3 separate regions of the Sus scrofa genome follow, and all the other regions are linked to region 1. Evidence: chromatin contacts called from public targeted proximity ligation data. All regions are on one chromosome and are shown on one strand. The core of a region is the stretch at or near the end of the contact, and the rest is flanking DNA. Distances in the headings are between cores, read along the strand shown. Region 1 overlaps ETV6 (transcription factor ETV6). Region 2 overlaps ETV6 (transcription factor ETV6). Region 3 has its middle 37 kb from the start of BCL2L14.

The links.
Region 2: a targeted proximity ligation map of alveolar macrophages shows a contact between it and region 1. A contact is called at or near these places in 1 of 47 Hi-C or Micro-C datasets (liver) and 1 of 2 datasets of targeted methods (alveolar macrophages).
Region 3: a contact with region 1 is called in a targeted proximity ligation map of alveolar macrophages. A contact is called at or near these places in 5 of 47 Hi-C or Micro-C datasets (embryonic fibroblasts, epiblast stem cells, fetal heart ventricle and 2 more) and 1 of 2 datasets of targeted methods (alveolar macrophages).

The regions. Positions count from the first base shown.
Region 1 is chr5:60,530,854-60,535,306 of Sscrofa11.1, forward strand. ETV6 (transcription factor ETV6) reads right to left here. Exons shown (of 8, transcript XM_005652587.3): 6 at 3,212-3,354; 7 at 963-1,063. Among named protein-coding and RNA genes, the nearest start is that of BCL2L14, 180 kb to the left of the region's middle.
Region 2 is chr5:60,668,211-60,672,591 of Sscrofa11.1, forward strand. ETV6 (transcription factor ETV6) reads right to left here. Exons shown (of 8, transcript XM_005652587.3): 2 at 526-652. Among named protein-coding and RNA genes, the nearest start is that of ETV6, 110 kb to the right of the region's middle.
Region 3 is chr5:60,392,497-60,396,878 of Sscrofa11.1, forward strand. No RefSeq gene overlaps it. Among named protein-coding and RNA genes, the nearest start is that of BCL2L14, 37 kb to the left of the region's middle.

The sequences.
Region 1 (4,453 bases), core at 393-2,892:
GTAAGCTCCTCAGTGTCATCCTGTCATCTTCTACCCAAACCCACATCTCTAGCCCCCTCCGTGACTCTCTTCTGTCCCACCTGCCAACACCCAGAACCTATGGTTGTGCTTGTGACCCCACCTTCTCCCGAGCTTCATGTGGTCTCACCACGTCAATCACACCAGGGTCAGAGGGCTACGTCCCCCTCTTCTGATTGGTCCTTTAGCTCCCTTCTCCTTCCTCTTTTATTGTTTCTCCTCTCTGGCACAGAACTTGGAATCACAATCTATGAGGTAGGTTAACCTGTCGGAACTCATTAGCTGTGCGGGATTTTGGAAAGAGGAGCGTCTAATGCAATAGCTTTCAGACTTTTGAACTGCCTCGTAAAGGGCAGTAGACTTGAGACCGACCTGGGCATGTATGTGTTAAAAAAGCAAATGTTAAAGCAATATACATATATGCCCAGGTCTGTCTCAAGTCCCTGGCGGTGCAGGGCAGCTGGCAGTGTGTATCATGAATGCAGGAGGCAGGAGAGCGGACCAGAGGTAGAGATTGTTGAATTCATCTAGGAGTCAATCATGCAGTCTAGACATCAGCCTACAGTGTCAGGGAAGCATGATAATAATATAATAATAATGCTCCTGCCTCGCTTTCATTTTCCAAGTCTCAAGGGAGTTGGGTCCTTGCTTTGCTGTTCGTTACTGATTGTTCCCTTTAACAGTGGATATAAAGGCCAGATAATACAATCTGAGCATTGCTTTATTTTAAAGGTGTGTTTATTCGTAGTTTTGTCTTTGGGATGGATATAAGTTAATTTTTTTTTTTTCAGTGTAACAAACCAGCATCTGGTATCCAGTGTGTAGCAGCAATGGTGCTGAGGATCAGATAGGCAGGTAGCAATCTGAACCATCTCCCTCCTCCCTCTTATTTGAAGAAAACAATATCCTCCCCAAAGAAGGAAAGCAGAAAAAGGAAGTGCTACCTGAACAAAAGCCTTTGTCCTGGCTCCTTCCTGATAATGTTTAGTTTGTAGTAGTGGCGCAGGGCTCTGGACATTTTCTCATAGGTCATGTTTGTTCTGTTCTGTTTGTTCAAAGGAGGAAGAGAGAGAGAAAAAAAAAAGCACAAAGACACAATGAAATGAACCTCAGAAAAGGTGCTGGAGGAGCTATTAAAATGCAGCTCTTCAGCTGCTCCTGGGGCCCTGCCAGTGGGGAAAGCTCCCTGCTAACCTGCTCCCTTCCAGGCCCACTGTGCTGCGTTTTCACCGACGCCAAGGCCCAGGTTTCTCCCGAGGTGACTCAGCCTTGGTCAGGAGGCTGGAGCTCCCGCTAACAAAGCACACCCACGGTGGCCTCTGGACTTCCTCTCCCAGGACTGCGCTCTGCTGTGCCTGAGGAATTTCCTGCAGACCACCCCTCCCTCCCCATTCTGGGGGGCATCCTTCACCTTCTGACCTGCAGAGAATTTCTTTTTTTTTTTCCTTTTTTTAAACATGACCTTTGTCCAACTTGTGTTTCTGGCTTGTCATTTTTAAGGAAGAGATTTTTTTTTTTGGTTTAAATTTCTGTTGTGGAAGCAAGAATCCAGTGGCTCCAGGCCCCGGGGCCAGGGCACACTGTGGGAGTTGTTGCAGAGCGATTTTTCTCAGTGACTCACGCGATGGAGCGTGTCAGTGGGACCTGGCCATATTTGGTCATAGCCTCTGGTAGGTCCTCCTCAGTGGGGCAAGAGCATGGGCTGCGGACCATGGAGGCTGCAGCCAGGGCAGAGCTGGGCTGTACCCTCTCTGTGCCCTCCCCATCTGGAGGTGAGACTTCAGGGTGCCTGGCCAACTTGGCCTCACATCTATCTGTCTGTGGGTAGGCTTGGGTCTTGGTTACTCAGCAGGGGGAAGTTCCCAGGTCAGGGATTGAACCTGGGCCACAGCAGTGACCTGAGCTGCTGCAGTGACAATGCCAGGTCCTTAACCCACTGTGCCACCAGGGAACTCCTCACTTAAAAAAAAAAGTCGCAATACAGATTTATCTATTAAAAATGTTTTTTGGCAGGGGACCACTTTGCTCTATTTTATTTTATTGTGGTAAGAACACTGAACATGAGATCTACCGTCTTAACAAATTTTTAGGTGCATAATACAGCAGCGTTAACCATAGGTAGTGTTGAACATCGGATTTCTAGAACTTAACTCATCTTGTTTAATGATTGATTAGTAATGCTGCTTTTCTGCCTCTCCCCAGGAGAGTTGCTTCCTGTGACTGGCTTATTTCACTTGACATGGCTGGACCTTGAGGACGCTATGCTGCAGAATCGCCTTTTTTAAGGCTGAATACTATTCCATTGCATGGATATAGCATGGTTTCTAGACCCATTCGTTCATCAGTGGATGTTTAGGTTGTTTTACACTTTATACCTATACACATTCACAGTTTTCATAACTTACAAAAGACTATATATATATACGTTGTCTTTTTAGGGCTGCACCTGTGGCATATGGAAGTTCCCAGGCTAGGGGTCGAATTGGAGCCGTAGGCTGCAGCCATAGCCACAGTAATGCTGGATTTGAGCCGCATCCACAGCCTATGCTGCACCTTGAGGCAATGCTGGATCCTTAACCCACTGACCAAGGCCAGGGATTGAACCCACATCCTCATGGACACTTACTAGATGGGTTCTTAACCTGTTGAACCACAACGGGAACTCCAACGATATCTTTAAATTTGATTCCCTCCCCTCTATGTGGAAAATTCTGGGGCAGTCAGACTTCTTGCACTGTTTGCTTTTAAAGGAGATGTTTTCAAGTCAGGATAAGTATTTTCCATGTAGAATGGGGCTTTGGCAGCCACAGGGCTTTCTAACGGAGCAGAACAGAAGCGATACTTCCAAAGCCCCTGTGGGTCACAGAGTCCTGCAGGGCATCCCTGGTACCCAGTTCTTAATGCTGGCGTGGGCGGCAGGGCCAGGCCACGGGAGGGAGTGATGGTTCCTCCTAACGAGCCCTATCAGGCGGGGATGTGCTGAGTTAACTGGCACCTGGCACAAGGGCCAAATGGAAAGGGGCATCTTTAATTATTTCCTTCCCTTTGCAAACTGTCTAATTGTTTGTCCAGTGAAGAATAAACTAGCTAATTACTGCCAGACTTAGGAAGCAGAAGACAATTATCCTCCAACCCAGGGATGAAGGCGGGACTTGGCCCTTGTTTACAGGACACATATCTGCGGCCCTTTTACCTTATGGTTTCCCCACAGTCGAGCCAGTCCATTGGGATCCACTATCCGGAATATTTTGGATTCTTTGTCCTCCCATCGGATGAAGTTTTCGTACCGGCTGTCAGAAAGCAACTGATAGACGTAATCCCAAAGCAGTCTACAGTCTACAGAGGAAAAGGGCGAGAAAACACGTTGACAAGGTGTCTTGCTGAAGTACCATGAGCAAAAAAAAAATCGGAAAATAATCAAGTGACTGCATTTGCTTACTTTGGTTTGATTGTCTAACTTCCTCGTTTTACAGTGAGGAGACCAAGGTGCAGAGAGGCCTGTGCGATGGTGACCTTGACCTGTGGAGGACTTTGAGACTGTCCAAGCCCAGCATCTGCCCCCAACAGATGAGGACTTAGCAACCTGGAGAGAGGATGTGACAGCTCCATGGTCACGACCAATGACTTGAACTTGAGCAGAGCCCACGTGAGAGACAGAACAAGCTCTAACTGCAAAGGCGGCTGAAGACAGGCTGGTAGAGAGTGTCCCCGTGTTGCAAAGGGAGTGGCAGGGTGTCAACGGTGGGGCTAAAGGTGACTTTGGTTTTGGAGGGTGGTACGGAATGGATAAAGATGTGACGATTGAGTTCGGCTAGAAAATGGCAGAAAAAGAAGTCTGATGCATGAAAAAATGTGGGACAAGAAAATCCACGTGGTTTGGAGACGATGACTGTGGGAACCGTGGCCAGCGTGGTTTTTACGAAGAATGCAGATATTCTCATTATTGCTGCTTTGGAGGTTTTAAAAAATTGTTTTATTATAATGGACTCAGGTTAGAAAGGAACCCGGTGCAAAAAACCCCTTGAGGTTGGATTATTCGGTCAGGCGACAGATCTTTCTTAGTATAGCCCAGGGTCTGTGCTAGGCTTGGCTTGGGGCCACATGGGTTGGAAAATTCAGAGAGAAGCCACAGACTTCTCTAGTGCTTTCTGGATTCGTGTCATCATGGACTGTGGCTTGCATGTGCATTACCTGGACAGAAGATGGAGACGGGTGTGGACTTTCTAGGTCTAATTAATGCAGCCTGGATCCCAGGAGTTCAGTTCACTGTTGCTTCTGGGAGCTTTGATAGGTACCAGAAGCAACAGTGATAGCATGGCTGGTCATAGTGATTAAATGCTGACCACCTGTGTACATATTCTGCACTTTACAAGCATTTTATTTTTTCTTTTTTAGGGCTGCACCTGTGGCATGTGGAAGTTCCCAGGCTAGGGGT
Region 2 (4,381 bases), core at 1,626-4,125, 140 kb after region 1:
TGCGTGGCCACAAAACGAAGGAACAGAGCAGCCCGCAGGGAAGAGGAGGGGCGGCCTGTAAAGGAAGGGCGAGCACAGGGCAAAAAGCAAAGCGGGGATGAGTCTGAGCCAGAAAATGGTGCAGAATTCAGGGGCCAGGAAAATACTGAAGGGGAGGAAGCGTGGACTTCAGAAGACGAACTTCCCCCCCCCAATTCACCTCCTCTCTTCGGCGATTCAGTCAGCCCTACAGTGCCATGTCCAGATTTGGGAGGGTGACAGGTCACAGCCAGACGAAATGAACACCCAGAGAAACGAGGGCCTGGAATCTCAAGCTTTTCCCAGCCATGTGGGGTTGGGTGAGGGAGCACAACGCCGAAGCTTCTTCTGGAAGCCATGGGAAAACCACCTTGGAGCGCGCCCCAGCCCAGCCTGCAGCCCGGCCTCCCCGCCCCGCGGGGTCAGGCCTTCCGCCCTGCTGTCTATCGGTCGGTCCATCTGTCCGGCGGGCCATCCCCCTCCCATCGCGGAGGCGCGAACACTCACGCAGGTGCGCGGGCAGGCGGATCGCGTCTTCCTCCATCCTGAGCGCTCGGGGCACTGGCACATGAAGCGGCGTCGAGGAAGCGTAGCTGGGCACCGGGCTCTCGGGGGGCGTATATGAAATTCGTTCCTGCTGTTAAAAAGAAGGGCAGCGAGAAGGGAGGGGGGGAAAGACAATGAAAGCCTGGAACGGAGATGTGACATCCGCGCAAGGGGCAGGAGGGCCGCGGGGCGGGGGCGCTGGCCGCCTCCCTAGACAGCTGTGTTTCCCATCGCCAGCACTGGGAATTGATCACGAAACGCTGGCAAGGTTTAAAATGGGGCTTGTCCTCTGCCCTCGGGTCAAGAGGTGTCCATTTTTTCCCCTCTCTGTACGAGTGGTTTGTTCCAGTAAAAGAGGCAAGACCAAGGGAATGAAACTATACGTCCAAAAGCGTGGCTTTAAAGAGCTCCTCTCTCAAAAATTCCTCTAAATTTTTACACTAAAACCATGTTTCCTCTTCTCTGGCAATATCCCCAAGCTTCCAATCAACGTAGGAGTCCATACTCAGATCCAGTCAGAGGTGAGCCCAAATGATGGCTTCTAAGTTCTAGATTTAGTTAAATCCACAAGCAAGATTTTTCTCTCACCTACTGTGTCTCTTTACACAACCACCACTACCAAACACCTCCAGCGTTTCATTTTTTTCCCCTTCCCAGCAGGGAGTTATCTGCCACATCAACAGGCATTTCCTTGTCTCCCCCATTTCTCTATCTTAGAATGACTATTTCCTTTCCTTCTGAAGCATTTCAGGGCCCACTCACAGAATAATCCTCATTTAAGGAAGTACTGTTTAATTGAAGATCTTTACTCAACCGACAAAGGAAAGGGGGACAAGAAGACTTGACACCACCTCTGTTTAAATTCAAGCACACAGCGTTTGTTAGAGCAATTAAATCAAGTGGATGAGATGGGAGGATTATTATTCGTTTTCAGTTAAAATGTGGCAAATGATGGCAAGAAACCAACCATTGTGTTCAGCTGGAAGAGGAGGGCAATTTACATCGCAGCTCGACATACCAACTGGTTTGACTTGCAGTCCACACAGAAACATAACTTCCGTTCGTTTCTGTGGTTTAACTGGGCAAAGTAAAGTGGGACACACACGGTCCAAAAATAAGGTGGTGGTGGGGTGGTGGGTGGTGGTAGGAGATCCGTAAGTTGCCATTGTGAAAACAAAAATCAAGAGCAGAAGAAAAAAAAAAAAAACAGATTAAAATAAAGCGAAGGGGGTGTTTACGTTTTGGAAAGAGTTCTCTAACATTTTAGACTCTATCAACTGTGCAAAGGGAAGCAGGGGAGTCCCCCAGCCCTGGACCAAAATGAAGCTTCTCTTCTGCTTATAACCTGGAAAGTTTGGTGGTTGTGGTAGGAAGTTTCAATTTTAAATGAATATATACATACTTTTTTTGTAATTTCCGAATGGAATCACTATACCGTTCCTGAGGCATCCTCTACTGGCAACTAGGGCATTTGAAACACTTCTGTTTAAACGCACTTCTTAAAGTTTCCTAGTGAATTTTTTTTTTGTTGTTGTTGTTGTTTTATGCTTTTACCTGCAGCATATGGAGGTTCCCAAGCTAGGGGTCAAATCGGAGCTGCAGCTGCCAGCCTACGCCAGAGCCACAGCAATGCCAGATCCGAGCTGTATCTGCGACCTACACCACAGCTCATGGCAACACTGGATCCTTAACCCATTGAGCAGCGAGGCCAGGGATCGAACCTGCAACCTCATGGTTCTAGTCAGATTCATTTCCACTGCGCCACCACAGGAACTCCCTCCTAGTGAATTTCTTACTGAAGGGCAGACACCCTCGATTTAAATTTCACCTCTGGATCAATCAAGGTGTCCTATGAAAGGTAGCCCAGAGGCAACACCTTCCACTTCACCTTTTGTGAACTTCACCAAACATCACACATATTTGGGGCAACTCTAACTTAAGGATGAGTTATATTTTTGGTGTTTGGTTTGGGGGTTTTGAGGTGAAAAAGGCAAAGACAAACACACATATGGGAAACATACAAAATATGTTTGGGGGTTTTCAAGGTGAGATAGGCTTTTTTTTTTTTTAAACAGTTAAACATAGTCTGTTTTTCTAGTGTAAAAAATTCTCCATAGGCTTCAACCCTCAACTAACTCCCCACCAATATACGTCTAGCTATCTTATCTACCGTTAACTTTATTCCCAGAAATAGCTTTCTGTTTTGTTGGGGTTTTTGCAGAAGTGAAACTGTTGATGAAGAAAACATCGTGCAGCCAGAGCTTTCAAATGGCATGGCGCGAGCGCGAGAAAAAAAGAAGGTGGCATTTCGTAAGACAGTGACTTTCTCTTAAAGCCAGGAGAAACTGACAAGATCCTGTAACTGGTCCGGACGCGTGAGAGAGGCCACCTCAAGCCCAGCTCCTCACCCTCACCGGCTCCATCGAGGTGGGAGGAACCCAGCCCTCACAGCAGATTTGACTTTGTTTCTTGGGAAGTCGATCGCGAAGCCTGCTGAGAAAAGGGTCGAGGGAGGTGTCACCTTGAAAATGTATACACTCTGACTTGCTACATTATCGTGTTGGGCCTTCTTTTTGTTGTCCTTTCTTTGGAGCAGCCCCCTGTGTGTTTCCATTTGTGCCTGGTCCCCTGTCCTTATTGCCACCTGAGTCCACACGGCACGGCCGGACCCCTCGTGCCCAAACAATTCGAGATGAAAACCGCCACACTATGTCATGATGACACCCCTAAAAAGAAGGCCCGAGACTAAGGGATTGTGGACCTCGAGGGCCGTGTACTCTTGGTGATGGTTTTCACTCAGCAATAGAGCAACACCTTAAGCCTGGGATGGAGGCTCTTTTCAAAAGGTTCGCTGACATGTGGAATCTGAAAAAAAGGACAGACTGAACTTCTTTGCAGAACAGAGGCTGACTCACAGACTTTGAAAAACTTATGGTCTCCGGAGGAGACAGTTTTGGGGGGTGCGGGATGTGCTTGGGCTCTGGGATGGAAATCCTGTGAAATTGTGATGATCATGATATAACTACAGATGTGATAAATTCATTGAGTAATTAAAAAAAAAGTTTCAAGGACGAGATTTGTGCGAAACAAAAGAAACGGTAGGTACTTTGACTAAAGGGGGAAAAAGCAAAATGTGCTTTTGGGCCCTCAAACAATATGCTAGTGGCCACACACCTACAGTGACCCTGGGTTTGTGGCCAGCAGCGGGAAAGGGGACCCCAGAAAGGATGCTGCCCAGTGTGGGCTCCTGTCCAAGGAGAACCAAACTCACACCTGGGGACCCCACACCACAGACGCATCTCCTTTATCTCTCTTTTTGTTCCTCTCTGGGGTGACTGACATGGTTCTCATTCTTTTTTTTTTTTTTTTTTTTTGGCTGCATCTGCGGCACATGGAGGTTCCCAGGTTAGGGGTTGAATGGGAGGAGCTACACAGCCACAGCCACGTGGATCCAAGCCGCATCTGCAACCTACACCATAGCTCACGCATGCTAGATCTTTAACCCACAGAGTCAGGCAAGGATCGAACCCGAGTCCTCATGGATATTAGTCGGGTCCATGACTGCTAAGCCACAATGGGAACTCCTGGTCCTCATTCTTAAATCTACTGCTGTAACCATGCACCTAATATCCACTGTGGCACAATCCCCAGACTGTCAGCCATTAGAAACATGAAATAAATAGCGTCATCTTTGGGAGTTCACATTATGGCTCAGCAATAATGAACCCGACCAGTATCCACGAGGACATGGATTGAATCCCTGGCCTCGCTCAGTGGGTTAAGGATCCAGCATTGCCATGAGCTGTGGTATAGGTCG
Region 3 (4,382 bases), core at 730-3,229, 140 kb before region 1:
AAGAGAAAATAGAAATAACCAGTGGGAAAAATTATCAAAGGAATAATAGAAGAAAATATCCCAGACAGAACTGAGCTTTCATATCTTAAAATAACACATTAGCCCAAGTCACTAAAAATCAGCAGGATGTGGAATGGAAGTACTTCACAGTTTGCTTTCAGATAAATGGACTGGAGGTCAGGAAATTGGCTTTACTACAATAAAGGATTGTATAGTAAAATGAATTACCATTGTGTAGATTTTCAAGGGGTTTGTTAATAAATACTAAACCCAAAATGTTTCATTTTAAAGAGGATAGAAACTTGTGGAAACATAGTAATACCTAGGGTATCCATTGAACAAAGTGGTTTAAGTTGGGCTGTTGGTTTATACCTGGAAATCACCCACCATATTTTGTATTAAAAGTTGCTATTTGGAAAGATTGTTCTGAATTCATACAGACCTGGTTCTGATCTCAGCTGTATGGTGCAGGCAATGTCCCTAACTTCTCTGCACTTAGTTCCTCATATGGCTGGCTACTTTAGAGGTTACTGAGGGGACAAACGGACATTCTGTATTGAAAGCTGGCACAGGGCTGGCATTTCTTCCATGTTAATTCCTGGTAAGGATGTTTCTTAAATCGGGATGCAATGTGTACCCACATACTATAGCCTTCCCTTCTTCCTTGGTTTTAGCTCATAAGAGCTCAGAGTACCTTCAAGATTATCTGGTGGTGGTTCCCAAACTGAGACTCCTCAGCCCTTAGGGCTTGGGAAAGTTATACCTAGGGTCTCAATGTTTTATTTTTTTTTAATTTTTCTTAATGGATTTTATTAGGTTCTCAATGTTTTAAAAGTCTAACAGTAGTCATACCTGCACCGAGGAGCACGATAAGGTCTAATGTCTTTGTTTCTAAGATGTAAAGTCATTATGGTAACTGGTTGCTTCATGATGATCAGAAGCTCGTTGGACATTTATACATCCGATTACCAAAGACAGAAAAGTCGGTAGTTACTTTTTTAGAGGTGAATTTTGGAAGGGAATGTCTTTAAAATCATGGGAAAATAGTGAAGAGGGTAGTGAGCCTGGGACACTAAGTTTCCAAATAGATTGAGTCACTTGCCTAAGGTCACACAGTGGCCTAGCAGCAATGCCAAGACTAGAACTGATTTCTCCTGATGCCTAGTTGTCTGCAAGTTCCACTACTGACAATAGCTCTGCAGACCGAATTTCCTTTCCAGCACTAAATAGTGCTTTGGTCACCGTACAACCATACTGTGTATGATGCCAGATGTTAACTAGACTTATTGTGGTCATCATTTTGCAGTGTAGACAAATATCAAATCATTACGTTGTACACCTGAAACTAGTATAATGTTATATGTAAATTATATCTCAATCAAGAAAAAAACCATATTGCTTCAGAAATTTGAAATCCAGGATATTGTCGTGTCAAGGGTACTTCAGCTCTCCTGTTCACTGGGACCCCAGGAATCATGGTAAGGGAGAACTTATCCTTGACAATTTGTCATGATTTAGAGGTAGAGCCAGAAGTTTCTTGCTTCCTTTTGTCAACCAATACATTTGTACTTTAAAAGATTTAAAATGCTTGATTATTTAAGAGACAGAGAAAACTCTGTTGCTTATTTATATTGTGTTTCGTGCCTGCGAAAAAACAGGAGATTTTCAGCCAAGGTTGCAATTCCCACGGGAAAGTAGACCAGGCATGAAATCTGAATGTATACCTGTCAGGAAGCTGCAGCCTTTGATTATTACAAAGATAAACGAGAGAACCAGGAAGAAAGCTGTTTTTATTAGTGGTCACCAGGTGGCGCTATACACTCGCTGTCAAATCCCCCAATTTGGGGAATTTGATTTGCTAAAGCGGGAGGGAGAAAAAGTACAGATAGTTCTGTAGTTTGGCTTGAACAGTGGAGCTGAAAGCAGAAGGTAAAAACCTGAAAGCATTTGCCCTCTTTAATTGTGTGCCAGAGAACACACTGGTGTTCTCCGAAATCAATGCGTCAATGAGAAGCTGGCTGATTGTTCAAGTGAGTGGGGACTCAGGAAGTGACTGGCTCCAGCAGCAAGAAAGCCCGGGTTGTTCTGCAAGGTGTACTCCTTTCTGTCCGACCGTCTGACCTTAAGGGGAAAGGCCATTTCCATTTCTATGCGGAAAACTCATTTCCTTTGTAGCTTCCTTTATTTTATTTTCTTCCTAGGAACTGCGAATTCTCCATCAGGTTGGGGCTGGGAGGAGGGGATGGATGAGGCAGTGAACCAGCAGTGCCCTTCTTCCTCCTTCCTCCTCCCCCACATAAGACTTCCAGCCCCTTAACCTATCCCTTTCTCCGGAGGAAAAGTACCTGTGCTAAATCCATGCCCATCGACCTTATGGGTTTTCCTGCCAGTCCTGATTTAAAATATCTTGAAGGATTGCTTACAAGGAGAAAATAAAGGAGAAAATAAAGCAACCCACTTTGCATTAAAAGGAGAAAATAAATGACCTCCCTCCCCCAGCCCCGTACCTCCCTACCCTAAAGCGTTTCCCTGGTATCACAGAGAACAACCGGCCACCTGTCTTCTGGCCCCTTGATTCTAGGCCCATGTGATGGTATAAGGTCGGCTCCAGAATGCTGCTGATGAAGCAGCAACTCCAGCAGGTTCTGGGGGTGCAGCCCCCGCACCTGCAAAGCCACACCTAGACACTGCTTGGAATCGGTGTTCCGGAAACAGTGGTTCTCATACCTTGGCATGCTTGGGGAGTTTGTTAAGGCAGATTGCTGGGCCCCATGCTCTGGGGAGCAGTCCCACGGTCTGGGAAGAAGAAGGTGAGAAATGCGCATTTTTACCAAGTTTCCCTGGGAGGCTGATACTGCTGTCTGGGGAGCAACTTTGAGAAACGCTTCATCAGAGCAAAGAGCTGGTGGGGGGAGGGGCAGCAGGAAGAAGCCCATGGCTGTGGTTTGCAAAAAAAAGTTTGGGGACTTTTTTCCCAGGGGGCATATGTGCCAGGACTGGGGGAGGGGGACATCAGGAGGGCCTGACCTCCACGAATTCTGCACACTTTTCTTCTTTCTAGACTAGTGGTTCTCAAACCTGGCAGCACATTGAATCGCTTTGGGAGCTTTCAAAAAAAGAGAGAAAAAAAAAAATCCCAATGGCTGGCTCCCAGCCTGAGCTCTTGATTTAATTGGTTGGAGGTGGTGTGTGCTTTGGATGGTTAAAAGTTCCCCAGGTGTTTATGATGTTCAGCCCAGTTTGGAAACCCACTGTTTTAGGGTCTCTGCTCATTGGATTCTTATACCTAATCCCCAGTGAGTGGAAGTACTAATCATTCATGGTGGAACCTTCCAGCTCTCTCTCACATCTCCCTTCCTCTGCCCATCTTTAGGCTGGAACACTCTTGCATGTCACTGACTACTGAATTCCTGTGTTTCCTGCAAAACCCAGTTCAAATATTTCTTACGTGGCGGAAACTTCCTGGCTTCCGCTGACAGTTACTTGCTTCTATCTCTGGCTCCTAAAGTACTTTGCATGCACTTGAATTATAACCTTTGTTTCACTGGATGGTGATCATTTGCCTTTGTATCTTCTCTCCCTACTTAATGGTGTACCCCTCAGGGGGGCTTAATAAAACTGTGATGGAATGAACCCCATAGCTGGAGATGTGGTTTAAAATGCAAAAGGTCGGATAAGGAAGTTGGTTAATTTTGATTCTGTTCAGCTCAGCGTCTCCTGTGGGTCAGACTCTGGTGGGTACCGGGGAAGCAATGCTGAGGGAGGTGTGACCTGGCCCGTGAGGAATTCCTCTGGAAGCCAGGCTCTCTGAGGCTGGCTGTGCTCTCATTAGATTTCAGCGTGGGACCCGCCTTCCAGGACCACCTGCAGCACAGCGTGCACCCTGAGCCTCCCTTTCACAGCATCCATGGCTCTCACCTTCCCCAGGATTAGGTGAGTTTCTGGACATGTCTTCATGAACTTGCCCTTGTTATCTCTCCAGACCTACAATTTGCCGACAGTTCAAAGCTTGGATTGTAGTTCCCTGCACATGGTTATGCTCCTGCGTTTCTGTTCTCGCCCTTGTTTGCCTGGCGAACAGCCAAGGTGTGGGTCTTCCCGGACTCCAGGCTGGGTGCCGACTCTTTGGACTCTTCGGACTCTTCTTAGCATTTACTGCATCCTGTATCACCATGTTGAAAGTAAGGTCCCCTAGTCTTTTATGAACCTGGTGCACAGTAGGTTCTTTGTAAGTGTTGAGTTAAATCAGATGCTTCCCCAGTGATTCTCAAAGTTCATTCTGCCCCGCCCCCTTCTCATGGGCTTGGAATAGCTGGGCACCTTCTCCTGGGGGAATCGGGATACTGAAGCGGAGGGAGGCAGGGTGTGATTATACACAGCCG